Regions from separate parts of the Mus musculus genome. Here region 2 is linked to region 1. The links are chromatin contacts, called in public Hi-C maps. All regions are on one chromosome and are shown on one strand. Each heading gives the region's core, a stretch centred on a gene start, on an enhancer-like site or on the middle of the called end of the contact. The rest is flanking DNA. Distances are from core to core; before and after follow the strand shown. Region 1 has its middle 280 kb from the start of Gm51671. Region 2 overlaps Pbx1 (pre B cell leukemia homeobox 1).

Region 1 (6,932 bases), core at 221-2,720:
ATTCTCTCTCAGCGGAGCACAGAACAAGGGAACATGGCTTAACCATAGAACGAGGAAATGGTTCCTGGCAGTGTGCTCAGTGGGTTGTCATGGGAGTTTACAGAGTTGTCTTCTTTAGGCGTCTTTGAAAATAGCTTAGCTGATCTGTGCCTAGAATGGCAGATGCTTGTCCTGCTTTGCTTGTGTCCACTGCACATTTAGCATGCTCTTGCTGGGGCAGTTGTGTCCATGCATACTGTGACCACAGAAGCAATGAGCCATGTCTGTTATGCACACCAGGCTTAGAGTGCAGAGGGTGGGCTCTGAAACCATGAGGAAATAAGCAGGGTTGAGGGTTGGAAAACTAACCCTACAATGATTGTTTCAGCTTACCCATTTGTGGTTAGTTAGATACCACCCTGTTGCTGTTTTCCAACATTTGGACACGATTCAAGGACTGAAGAAATGGTTCAGAACCTATGAACATATATTTCTCTTGCAGAGGACCCATGTTTCTTTCCCATCACCCATGCCAGGCAGCTCACAAGCTCCTGTAAAACACACACACACACACACACACAGAGAGAGAGAGAGAGAGAGAGAGAGAGAGAGAGAGAGAGAGAGTTAAAAGAGAGAGACATAGAGAGAGAAACAGAGAGAGAAAGAAAGAATGAACAAATGAAGGGAAAGGAAGGAAGGGAGGGAGGGAGGGAGGGAGGGAGGGAGGGAGGGAGGGAGGAAGGAAGGAAGGAAGGAAGGAAGGAAGGAAGGAAGGAAGGAAGGAAGGAAGGAAGGAAGGAAGCTGGACTCAACCAAAAGCACTCCCTTTGCCCAGAAGTCATGGTGAAATTGACAGATCCAGCTCCTCCTTGTGGGTTCCCTAATTTGTCCCCTTCCTCACTCTGTGCAGATCTGGAGAGGGACTTGGAGTTCTCTGAAGTGGGGTTGTATGCTAGCATTGGGAATCATTCCAACATCCATAGAGAAACATCCTACAAAAGGCTTCAACTGTTGTTAAACCTTAGTCTTCATTCTTCTGGCCCCGCTGATAATCTCTCTTCAGAGAATGTGCTTTCATTTCAAAAGCTATGGTCAGAGCCCCCGCTCTGTTCTTCAGCAACAATAATATTTTACCTCAGAGCTGACATTTATATGCAGGCAACTCATTTGTTACAAATTCTAATTGCGGAGCAACAACCCAAAAAAGGCAATGCAAGAGGCAAAAGGAAAAAAGGCTCAGAAACCCTTTGAGATCTCATCTAATTAAAAATGCAAATTAAGAGAGAAACCCGGAGTCATAAGTCCTGCTCAGTCTTTTCAAAGGCACCAATTACCAGTGACTCATTGGGAAAGGGACTGTCCTTAATTTTAAGACACATTTCTCAACAGCATCCCATTGACAGGAAATTAAAATGACTACCAGCTTAGAAGAGTTAGCACTTCAGCCTTGGTTGTCCAGGCTTTAAGGTTCCTGTTGTTCTGTTTCTTTAGCAACCGCAGCTAACGCAGATGACTTGCTGCCTCCGACTTCTCCTGAGGTCTAAGAACATTTTGTTTCCCAGAGATAAGCAATCTCATCTCTGATCTCATCCAGTCGCTTCTCATGGAACTAAACTGAAGGACATTCCAGAAAAGAACAAACTCAATGAAACCGAAAAGAATGCTTTAGAAGGCAAGTCAGCAGGGACGCTATTGGGGAATAAATGCCATTAGATGGAAGTTGAAGACTCTTGCTGGCTCTGAGTCTGGCCGTGCTTTTATATGAATCTATAACACATGCCAAGGGCTTCATGATTGTTATGTCTCTCGGTATTAATAAAGCATACATAGTACTTTTTGTCCTAACATGTTCTAAAATGGAGATGTTTAAGTCTTAGAACTAGATGACAGAATTACAAGAGGTTTTCTGGATTGAGCTCTCTGTCTTGAACTCACCTGACAGGGACAGCGTGTCGATATTATTTGAAGTCTAAGTGGAAGACAGAGACCACACGATAATTCCACAAGGAAATGTTCTCAAAGGGGGAATTGATAATTCAGCACTTAGGAAGTGGGAAGAGTGGGAAGTTTGCCCGTGAGATTGAGCCTCAGTCAGGTCTAAATAGTACATGTCAGATCCACCAGTGTGAAGACTACATAAGACTCCATGTCACAAGACAGAACAAAATAAAACACAAACAACGTAATTTTTAAATTACATCATTGGCTTGAAGAAACAAGGGACTGCCTATTAAGAAGTAAAGAGAGCTCGATGGGATATAAGGCTACAGATAAAGGTGGCAGGCACTACCACTCAGACTGATAACGTACTCATGAAAAGCTCCCCCCTCAACCCCAAGCCAAAGAGATCTCCTTGGTTCCCTGAATAATGAATTCACTGAGATGACAAGAAGGGGGGCTTTGCTAGAAACTCAGCCTGCAGGTTAGTGAGGGAAGCTGTCAAGGATCAGGCCAAGTTGACAAAGGATCAGCCAGAGTCCTTTATGATGGGTAGATGTCTGGGAAGTGTCCTCCATTGCAGACACTTGAGGTGGTGCTAACGTAGTCTGCTAGGCATCGAGTCTACTGCAGAAGTAGGACATTGGAGAATCTGTTCACTGCAGGAGTTAGGCTCAGGATAACTTCTCCCTGCTGCGGGAGGTGGGCATTGGAGAAGCTGTTTATGCTGTAGGCTTGCAGCACTGTGGAGGTCATGCACTCTTTGGAAACTGGGTGCTAGGGTGATTGTACACCCCGCAGTAACCTTGCCCTAGGAAAGACATTTGCACAGCAGGAGCTGAGCACTTTCCGGGAGCTGTGTATGGTAAAGAGACTGCCAGAGAGCACAAAGGAACCAAGGGGAAAAATCCCACCCTCTAACTGTGTTCTTCTAGCATCCTCTACTGACAAAACATTGTGTTTGCTGGCCGTAGAGAAGTGTTTAAAGGGCTCATCTTCATTGTTAAAGAAAAAGGAAAAAACAAAAACAAAAACCAAAAAACAGGCTATAAGATTTGGATTTGGAAGTGAAAAGCTACAGAGCAATATTAGTACATCAGCTATTGTACCAGTCTTTTTACATGTGATCTCACTCATTCCCTTCTCTTATTCTGAGTTGTGGGTATCCTGACACACAGTACACAGGAAATGGAAAAATTTAAAGGCTATCCAAGAACTAGGGAGAGGCAGAGTGAGAGTTCAAGTCTAATCTGGGCTAAATTATTTTCTTTTTGTATCAAGTTTACTCCAACAGGATCTGGGCTTCTTGTAAGAGTAGGGGCTTAGCAGTCCAACTTCAGGAAGGAGGTAGGGATGAAGAGTGAAAGATAGAGGCAGTGGGGGTTCTAGTGTGCTGGAACGATGGGAGATGGAGTTGCATTTCTGTGATTGATAGGGAAATGGGATAATGGTGGTAGATTTGCCTTTTCCTCAAGTGATTAATATGTAAATTTAGGATCTTTTCTAAATAGTAGGACAACATCAGGAGATATTAAAAACATAATTTAAGTTGCCTTTGCCTTTATTCTCCTGTGAGATTCTGAGTACAACTCCTAAGTGCAGCTGCCCATGTTTTTGTATTACTATTGATGTCTCAGCAGAGATGTGTGTGTGTTTGTGTGTGTGTGTGCAGGCGCACAAATGTGTGGTATGTAACTGTGTATATGCATGCCCTCGTATACATAATTGAATGAGTGTGCAGGTATGCAGTGTGCATGCTTGTGAGAAGGCTGAAGTTTGATGTTGGGTGTTTTTTTTCAGTTGCTCTATAAATGGAGGCAGAGTCTCTCACTGAACTCAGGGATCACACTTCAGGTAGTTTAGCAACTCAGCTTGCTCCTGGCTTGCCTTTCTCTGCATCTCTGCCTATGAAGTACAGGAAAACAAGCAGGACACCAAACCTGCCTGTTGTTCGTGTGGAGTCTGGGGGTCTGAGTTCCAGGCCTCCTGCTTGCTCTGCAAGTACTTTACCACACTGAGCCATCTCTTCAGTCCCCTTGAAGGTTTGCACTCGTAGTAAGAGGCTGGGTAACTGACTGCAGGGGCATGCTGCGGAGAGGGGAAGGTTTCTGGAGCTCTTTCATGCCAAGAACCACATAGCTTGGAAGCCTGGCATTTCTTGTATAGGAAAGGGAAGCTTACTGGGGGATTTAAGCTGGACCCACCCACTGGCCTTAAGCAAATGATGTGTGCTCTCCACAACTGCCAAAGGCTAAGATGTTCACCAGGAAGCCTTAATCTCCAGTGCCATATGTGATGAGGAAAGCATGAATATCCTTCTGCTTGGTGATGGGTGAAGCCCTAAAGACTCAATCTGGTCCTGATGAACATCCAAGAATCTAGATGTGCGCACCCGCTGAGGCAGGGGCTTCTGCCAACAATGTGGGTAAGGAAGTCTGTGCTTTCTCACAGTGTCGGGTTTGTTCAGTTTGGGTTTAAACAAACACTGTAATTTCTATCCTGGGGTCTAAACAAGTGGGTCTCGCTGCTGCATCCAGATGCCATTTCTGCCCTGGGAACTGGTGCATTTCATTGAAGAATTTTAATATAACCTTCAATGTTCTCTATGTCATCCAAAATTTAAAGTGTTGTTCACTAAGCTATTCAAAACAAACAAACAAACAGCAACAACAAAAAACCCTCCAATGGCCAAAACCTATAAAAAACAAATTAGTATGAAAAATTCAAGCATATTCACAAAATAGAATAACAAACTGTACAGTGTGCTTCATCTGTCTTTAGTAATTATCAACTCACAGAAATCTTAACTTACTTAAACTCATGTCTACTTTCATACTTTAGACAATCTTAAGAGCATCTCATCCATGATAAAATTGTGGGTGTATAGCTGTGTGTGTGCCCACATGTGTATGTGTATGCACATGTGTTTGTGTGTGCACATGTGAAGGTTAAAGGACAACTTACTCAAGAGTCCGTCCCTACTTTCCACCATGTCTCAGCAATTGAACTCAAATTGCCTGGCTTGGCAGCAAGAACCTTTGCCTACTGAGCCATCCCACCAACCCTGTGTAATTCTTAAGATGAACAAACATTAAAACATAGTATATATTTTCACACCTAAACATCCTTGAGATGCCACACCCACCCCCATAAATTGCTGATTTCCATTCATTCTTCTGACCTTCTGGTAATCTCCCCTGTCTCTCCACCCCTGATCCTGAACCACCTGCCTATTTTCCTCCCCATCCCCTTTCCCACCCAGTTCTCTCCCTCCATCTGCCTCCTACAAATTATTTTATTTCCCCTTTCTATGTGAGATTCAAGAATCCTCACTTGGGTGCTTGGGCCTTTTCTTTGTTTAGCTTCTTTGGGTCTCTAGAGTGTGTCATGTGCATTCTGTATTTTATGGCTAATATCTACTTATAAGTGAGTGCCATGCATGTCCTTTTGGGTCTGTGTTATCTCACTCAGAATGGAATGATGCTGGTCTAACTGTATGTCTGCTTCTAGAAAAATGCAATAGATCCATATCTATCATCCAGCACAAAACTCTAGTCCAAGTGGATTGAAGAACTCAACATAAAACCAGATGCACTAAATCTAATAGAACAGAAAGTGGGGAATAGGCTTGAACTCATTGGTACAGAAGACAACTTCCTGAACAGAACACCAATGGCTCAGGCTCTAAGATCAACAATTGATAAATGGGACCTTATGAAACTGAATTGCTTCTCTAAGACCAAGAACACTGTCAAGAGGATAAAATGGCAGCCTAGAGACTGGGAAAGGATCTTCACCGATCCTACATCTGACAAAGGGCTAATATCCAAAATTTATAAAGAACTCAAGAAGTTTGACACCAACAGCCCAAATAACCCAATTTAAAACTGGAGTATAGAGATAAACAGAATTCTCAACAGAGTAATCTTGAATGGCAGGGAAGCACTTAAAGAAATGTTCAAAGTCCTTAGTCACCAGGAAAATGTAAATCAAAACAACCCTGAGGTTCCACCTTACACCAACTAGAATGACTAAGATAAAAAATTCAAGGGACAGCACATGCTGGCAAGGATACGGAGATAGGGAAACACTCCTCCATTGCTGGTAGGGTTGCAAACTTGTACAACCACTCTGGAAATCAATCTGGCAGTTTCTCAGAAAATTGGAAATAGTTCTACATGAAGACGCAGCTATACTGCCATAAGGGCATATACCCAAAAGATGCTCCACCATCCCATAAAGACACTTGCTCAACTATGTTCATAACAGCTTTGTTCATAATAGACAGAAACTGGGAATAGTCTAGATGTCCCTCAACCAGAAAATGGACAAAGAAAATGTGGTACATATCCACAATGGAATATTATTCAGTTATTAAAATCAAACACGCCATGATTTTTTATTTTTTTTTTTTGCCTTTTTGTATGCTTGATCATTTTTACTGCATAACAGACATAAATTTTACATTGCTGAGTGCTGGATACTTTTAAACTCTTCTTACTTAGTGTTGTTTGCAGATGCTGTTTAAGTTTTATTGAATCATTTTGGTTCTTTCTGGTTCTAGTTTTTTTAATTATTTTACATCACTTCGTATTTGGTGAGTCCATAGTACAGCCTGGGCATCTTGTGTACAGCTAATTTTCCCCACTATTTCTTTCTCCAGCCTAAGACATCTTCCTCACCTGCATATAGAGGGTAGCATACAGACACCACCCGAGATCATATGCTCAAGTGTGCAGAAGGTATGTGCATTTTGAAGCAGAAGGTATAAGCTCGAAAGAGTTCTATTTGGAATACATAAAGTCTGAGATCTATTCTGAATGCATAAAGTTTCGATATTTGAGAGCTTAAATAGTGAAGATGTTGAATGGAATTGGAACTGAATTCTGGAGCTCTGAGGAAATATCTTATGAAAGAAATGTATTTTTAGGATCATGATCACATAGAATTTTATTTAGCTCATGGTGATGTATGGGATAGTTCAAAAGAGATAGAACAGAAGAGAGCCTAGGATT
Region 2 (6,461 bases), core at 1,575-4,074, 320 kb before region 1:
GTTTGTTTGTTTATCTATTGCATCAGTGTCTGTCTTCCTATTAGCCATAGGCACAAACACCTAGGGAATAGGTTGCAGACAGTTTGTCCAATAGCCACTCTAGGTATGCAAATTCTGAAAGTACTATTTACAAGTCCTGCCAGCCTCCTCTCCCCTCTCATTGGAGTCTTGCCATCCTCTACCACACATTATTTCTCTCAGTGCTTACATACATGCACCTATGCACGCACGCACTCGCACACACACACACTTGCGCACGCGCACCTCCAGCGCCCTGGATTCCCTGAGGTCCAAATGTCTGGGGACTGCTCTTTGGTTACATCAGTGAGAATCTTGTGGATTTCGTGAGACCCTCCATGGCCTCTTCACTGGGCTTGGCGAGCGTTTGGGGCCAGGCAGGAAAAGGAAGCCACAGAGACTCTCCCTATTTGGTTTTGGTACACCCTAACAGCTAACGCAGTGTCTGACACACATTGGACACTCAGTTTGTTCAGGGAAACATCGTGAGCAGCTGGAAGATCCTGTGAAGGAGAAGGAAGGAAAGACATCAGCCGGCCTTTGAGCATTTAGAGCAGAGAAAGACAGCTCATGGTTGGTCAGGGCAAAGGCTTCTTTCTAATCTGGTGGTAGAGCCACCGGACACTTTCCACTCCTGAAACTCTTTGAACCAGAGGCTTGGCACAAATTCCTGGATCCAAGTTCAAGGGTCCAGCCTTGCTCCCCTGGACAGCTCCCTTTGTCTGTGAGATTTGGTATTAAGGCTGTGGCTGCCTCCTCTTCTGCTTGCCTTCCTGCTCCTCTCTAATGAGCACACTCTGGCGCCAAGAAAGCTCCCAGCCACAGAGAAAAAGACTCAGGGGACTGGATTGTGAGGGACAAGCAAGCTCTGAGCTTGGAGGGTGGTCTGGGGGGAGGGGGGGCTCCCTTGTCTTCTTTGAAGCATGGAGGGGCTGGTTCCAGGGCTCTGTGGGAAAGCCTTTTGAAGACTGGTACTCTTGGGCCATGGGGCGCCACTATCCTTTAGTTGAGGGGGTCCCTGTTTTGTTCCAAAGAAGATGTGGTAGGGTTAACATAAAAGCTGCAGTTAACTAGGAACCCAGTGGTCTGTGTGGCTGCTCTGTTAATTGCTTGGTGAATTAAGCCCAGGAGGCATGAGGGGTGGGTGGAGAGAGCTGTTTTGAGAGGTTAAGGTCCTTGTAGACAGACTGATGCTAGGGTTATACTTGGGTGGAAACAAGCAAGCTGAATACCAGGAGAGCTACCCACAACCAGCTGACATGCTGAGCCCCTGTGACCTTAGTCAAGGCCTGCCCTGAGGATCACAAAAATGGTCTCTCCCCTGAGCAAGACTAGCTGGCGGACCATACCCGCCTGGCTCCCAGGCCACAAGTATCTGTACACATTTGGCCCTGGAGGGTCTGTTTGTATGCTCTTCTTTCCTTCAAGCTTGAGCTGAGAGATGGGGAAGAAAGAAAAGAGAAACTTCAGATTAAATGTGTATCCAGGACAATGAATTGTATCTCCAGTCAGGCTAGCTTCTATTGTCTAGCTTTTTGTTTTCTGAACTTTCGCTCATCATAAATCCTTTCCCGTCTCCTTTTGTGTGTTCAATTTTTTTTTTAAATTATTATTTGTAACAACTCTTTGTCCTTTGGCCAGTCCATGTCTGTCCCTCCTGACTCTGTAATACACACCACATTTTATCACTTGGGTCCTGATCATAGCCCCAGCCCGTCACTTGGAAACTTCGTGTCTTTAAGTTTTCAAAATTTTGTTTCTTTGGAATATTGTTGTGGGTAAGAGGTCCACTTGACCCTTTCTGAGGTGGTCTGTCTGTCTAGCTTTGCAACAGGCTTCCATTTCTGTCTTTCATATAGAAATCTCAACCCTGTGTGCTTATAACCCTCTTCGTTCCCTCTCTGGTTGTCTGCTTAGGAAAATAGTCTTGCTCCAGAAATTAAAAAAAAAAATGCCCCTGGACTTTCTTGTTTTTGGGTTAAACATTCCTTTACTTTGAGGCACAGAATAAAAATTACTTAGGAGAATAAAACCTGGGGTGACATACCCCACAGGAAGTGGGGACCTGGGCCTGCCTGATTCCTTAGCCGACCAGGGAGTCAGGGGCCTGCACAGCGCCTGGCCTCCTGCTAATGTTTCTTGAATCTCACTTTACCTCCAGCTAGAAGAGAGCTGACAGCCTCCAACAATGGCCTTCTTTCTTGCAGCAGGGCCGGTGTTTTGATAGTGTCAGGTTACACCCCTGCCTCCCCCTGGCCCATTTATAAACCTGACACAGGCAACATGATGTCATGTTACTTTTTTCAGCGTCTCAATGAGGGAATTTTTAACCCCCCAGGTCAGGAGGATGATAGTTGGTTTTTGCTGAAATGAACCATGGCATGGTATAATTAATATGTGGGCTCCTAGTTCAAGCCGGTGGGAACGAGGAGTGGGGGTGGGAGTAGGTGGGGTCTTGATCTCTCTAGTGTGGGTGAAGGGTGAGGTGTTTTCCTTCTTGGCTCTTAAGGCTCCCAGCCACCTACTGTTTGCAAATGCAGCCTTGGGAGCTGCCCTGGACTGTGCTGTCTTGCTGAGATCCTAATTTCCAGCCTCAGTGGCTTTAGGAGTTGAACTGAACTGGGAATGAAAGGGGTCCCTGGGGAGGTTACCCTGTGGTGGGTCTGAGGGACCACATTTCTGACCTGGCCTGTGGTCTCCTCCTTCTGCCTCCCCTCTACCTTTCTGTGCTCAGTACCTGTGACTATAAAAGCACTCAGCACAGCTCCATGTCTCTGAGCTTACCATTTGTTTCTTTGGAATCAAAAGGCACAGAGTGTTCTATAAGGAATGTCTGCATGGCATTCCCCAGGAGCACCCCCCTGCCCGCCCACCCACTCCCACCACCTGCTCCGAGGGTGGAAAAGGCGAAAGGTGAAAGGTCATGGCGCTTCCGTCTCTGTCAGGGTCTCCCTTCCAGGAGTGACCTTGGTACCAGGGTCTCCTGAGGAGGTGGGTGAGAGTGGTGGCGAGGAACACTGGCCACAGAGTCTTCATTTTCTAGTCCTGACCCCGATGTTAACTGGCTGATTAACTCTGGCAAGTTATTTGATACTTCTCTGCCTGATGGGTTAGGTATGAGGAACAAGAAAGACTTTACCTTACTGGATTACTGGGCAGATCAAATGTATCTAATAAACACAGTGTGTTTATAGCAGTGCCTGGCATGTAGGAAATACCACATGAGACTTTCCTTAAAGAAACCTTTCGATGTAGATATCCTGGCATACATGTGTATGTAGATATATAGATAATATTTCAAGCATTTTTTTTCTTTCTACCTTAAAGAAATGCAAATTGGTAAAACAAAGCAAAACAAACAACAGGAACCCTGTGCGCTAGTTTCTCAGCATCTAGAAGATGTAGGTGGGGCCCTCATTCAAGCCTTATGCTCCACATTTCAAAGTGTAATGTTTTATAACCATATGTGTAGGCACGCCATCAGGGCCATCTCTTAGACATGTATTTCAAACACCAGGCTGGACTGAATCCAAAACCCAACCACTTTTGAACTTGTCCTTCTTCTGGGAGCAGGTCACACCCTTGGTGGACTCTTAGCCTTTGCACAGTGTCCTTTGCTTCATGTGCATTCCCGTGGCTCGGTGCAGCCTAGTGAGCTTCCACAGCCACCTGCTCAAATGTCAGGATTGCAGTAAAGCTATGCTTAACTCCCTCCAGGATCATCCTGGGATCCCCAGAGCAGGGTCTGTGTGTCTGTGTCCTAAGGTGTGCACACTCTGTTTTTATGATCGCTGTGTAGGCGAGCTCTGACTCTCCCCTGGGGCGGGGGCGGGGGGGGCAGGGACGAGACACAGCTGTCAGCACAGTGCTAGTTACCTAGCTCATGCTATGCATGGGTCTTGTTGTTTGTTTGTTTGTTTAAATAAATAAACTAGTATGCATAATTAGTGGATACAATGCAAATATCTTCCCCGTCTCCATCTCTAGGGAAAGCAGGGAAGAAAATGCGGAACTCAAACCCCACTTTAGGACTTGACCAATTTTGAGTGAAAGGCAGGATTTCCCTAAAGCACACTCCATTTAAGCCTGCCACAAGATAGACCCCTTAAAGCACTTGGAACCAGAGAGGTGATTTTTAGGGGATCTGTCAGGCCTTGGTGTCTTGCTGATAAAGTAGGATCTGACTAGAAGACTCCCATATACTCAAGAGATGGCAGTCTGGTGGGATGACCGATCTGAAGCCAAGCACAGTCCAGCCCATGCCTAGCAGTACCTGGGCATTTGATTCCTAGACTTGAGGTGTTCCCTGTTGAGAAGTGTGGTCCCGTCCCTTCTCTGTGTGTGTCTGTGTGTGTGTGTGTGTGTGTGTGTGTGTGTGTGTGTGTGTGTGCGTGTGTAAATTTGTAAAAGCCCTGTGGGGCTGCTTTTGTTGTTTTATGGACCAGTGGTTCAACCGTTCTCATTTTACAGTGCATTACATGTCCTAACCAAGGACACACCTCCTTTTATGGCAGAGGCTCAAGGAGTCTAAAATGAGGACACTGATGGCAGCTCTTCCCTAACTGGCTGTGATTCCTTCTGTGCTCAGGGTTCACGGGCCGCAGCAGGTCAGCCCACAGATACCTCCCTTTGCTTGCTACGTGGTCCTGTTGTCCTGTCCATCCCCCAATCTCTCTTTCTCACTCCTTCCCCCTGTGCTCACCCCCGCCCCCACCCCATTCCCTCACTTCTGTTGACATGTGACTTGTAGCATTGGCTGACTTCCTGCCTGCATCTTGATGTCTGCCAACTGGCCGATGATGGGTCTGCGATCCCGCTTCCCTCTGCCTGTTTTCACCCTCTGAACTGTGGAGGCAGCTCATAAAACATGGGCTCCACACATTTTACAGCATTCGGCTGGGCTTCTCACAGCACACATGGTAATGACAAGCAGGTTTCCAGGGGGCAGAGCCAACTGGAGGCTCAGGCTTCCTTTGCATGACATGTCAGGTGGACTGTGAGCATCTCCCGAGATGTCTCAACCGTTTTCACTTCTCAGGAGGTCAAAGGACATGTGTGGACACGGTTCTTTCCAACCGGTGGCCCCTTTCTGACTATAATACAAATGCGTGGAGTTTGATCCTCTTACCTTGGTCTTGTTGAATGCAGTATTATATACACACACAACCACGAGGAATTTTTAAAACAGTGTGTGTGCTATCTTTGCCCCTCATTCAGTTTTCTTCATGCAAGTAAATATAAGAACATTAAAGCCATGACTATTTTTTTTCAGGATCAATATTTCCTTTGTTCAGGTAAGGAATTCTACTCCGGAGTAAGATTCCTGACCTTATATGGCACTGGTCCCCAACAGATGCCAAATGCTCAGGTCCCTACATTCTAAATGTTAGGTACCAAATTGACCTTTCTGTAATCGATTTGTTTAATCCAGTGTTATTAAGAGCCAGCTGTTCCAGCATTGATTGGATTGATGCGATGGCCCTGGGAAGCAGTCACTAGACATGGCCAAAGTCACTAAAGTGTGTGTGTGTGTGTGTGTGTGTGTTCTGGGCAAGGACTCAGTTAGTAGCAGCATTGGATTATGCACATCACCAATAAGTCAGACCAAAGAGACAATTACAGGTGGCCTGTCACCAGAGGAGGGGGTGAAGTAGGAGAGGGAGGGAGAGAGGGCATGTCTAGCACTGTTGGCTTTGGAATTTGGCTACCTTTGGCCCCACATGCCTAAAAGAGTCTTGGAGCTTAAGAGCCAGGCATCTGGAAAGGCAAAGGATATGGGTATTGGTTACTAAGATGCCTTCTAGGTGGTCACCATGGCAATCTCCAAAGATGAGAGCCCAGGGGGGAAGGATGAAAAAGAGAATTTTTGACTCTTTCCATTCAGGCCTTAGAGCTGCTGCTGAGAGTTTCCTAGTAGCCTTTAAATGGCTGCCCTACAAATTTGGGCTGCTACCATGTATGAACAGGTCGGGCAGCAGCAATGCCAAGGCCAGAAGTCATACCATTCCTGTCAGTGTCCTTGGGCTCCTCATGTATTATCTCCTGTGCCTCCTGAGGTTTTTCTCTGCCTCCAAGACTTCTCCACTCTTCATCTGTCTCCTCTGATGTGTGGTTGGGAACCTCATCTTCCGATCTTTATTTTGGTTTTGATAGGAAAAAATTAGGCTACATAATAATACCTTGCAAGGATTAAGTGCCGTGTTGGGTGTATCTCCTCTGAGAAAGGTATTCCTGGGAGTGTACCAATAAAATAAGTTTAGTTAGCTGAATCATGTTTTGCAGACATCGAAGTTCTCAATTTAGAAATCTCTGCAAAGGATGGAAACCTGACCAAAGTCGTCTCAGCCTCACACTGAGATTTTTCAGTAAAGGTTTAAGAAGCACATGTTTTTTTCATGAATTACAAAATAAAAATAATAAGAGAGAGAGAGAGAGAGAGAGAG

Evidence for each region. Hi-C and Micro-C count contacts between places; a contact is called where the count stands out from the background.
Region 2: a Hi-C map of uterus shows a contact between it and region 1, with 2.2 times the contacts expected there. The contact joins two enhancer-like sites. A contact is called at or near these places in 1 of 484 Hi-C or Micro-C datasets (uterus) and 1 of 115 datasets of contacts at active chromatin or transcription factors (embryonic stem cells).

Annotation. Positions count from the first base shown.
Region 1 is chr1:168,061,584-168,068,515 of GRCm38.p6, reverse strand. No RefSeq gene overlaps it. Among named protein-coding and RNA genes, the nearest start is that of Gm51671, 280 kb to the left of the region's middle. Within about 2 kb of position 1,470, at least 16 of the 459 cell types and tissues checked have an H3K27ac peak or open chromatin away from gene starts, as enhancers often do. A contact at or near this core is called in uterus, where this site is marked.
Region 2 is chr1:168,378,769-168,385,229 of GRCm38.p6, reverse strand. All of the region lies in intron 2 of Pbx1 (pre B cell leukemia homeobox 1), which reads left to right. It overlaps Gm51671 (a long non-coding RNA gene), which reads right to left. Exons shown (of 2, transcript XR_003948152.1): 2 at 1-6,461. Among named protein-coding and RNA genes, the nearest start is that of Gm51671, 36 kb to the right of the region's middle. Within about 2 kb of position 2,824, at least 103 of the 459 cell types and tissues checked have an H3K27ac peak or open chromatin away from gene starts, as enhancers often do. A contact at or near this core is called in uterus, where this site is marked.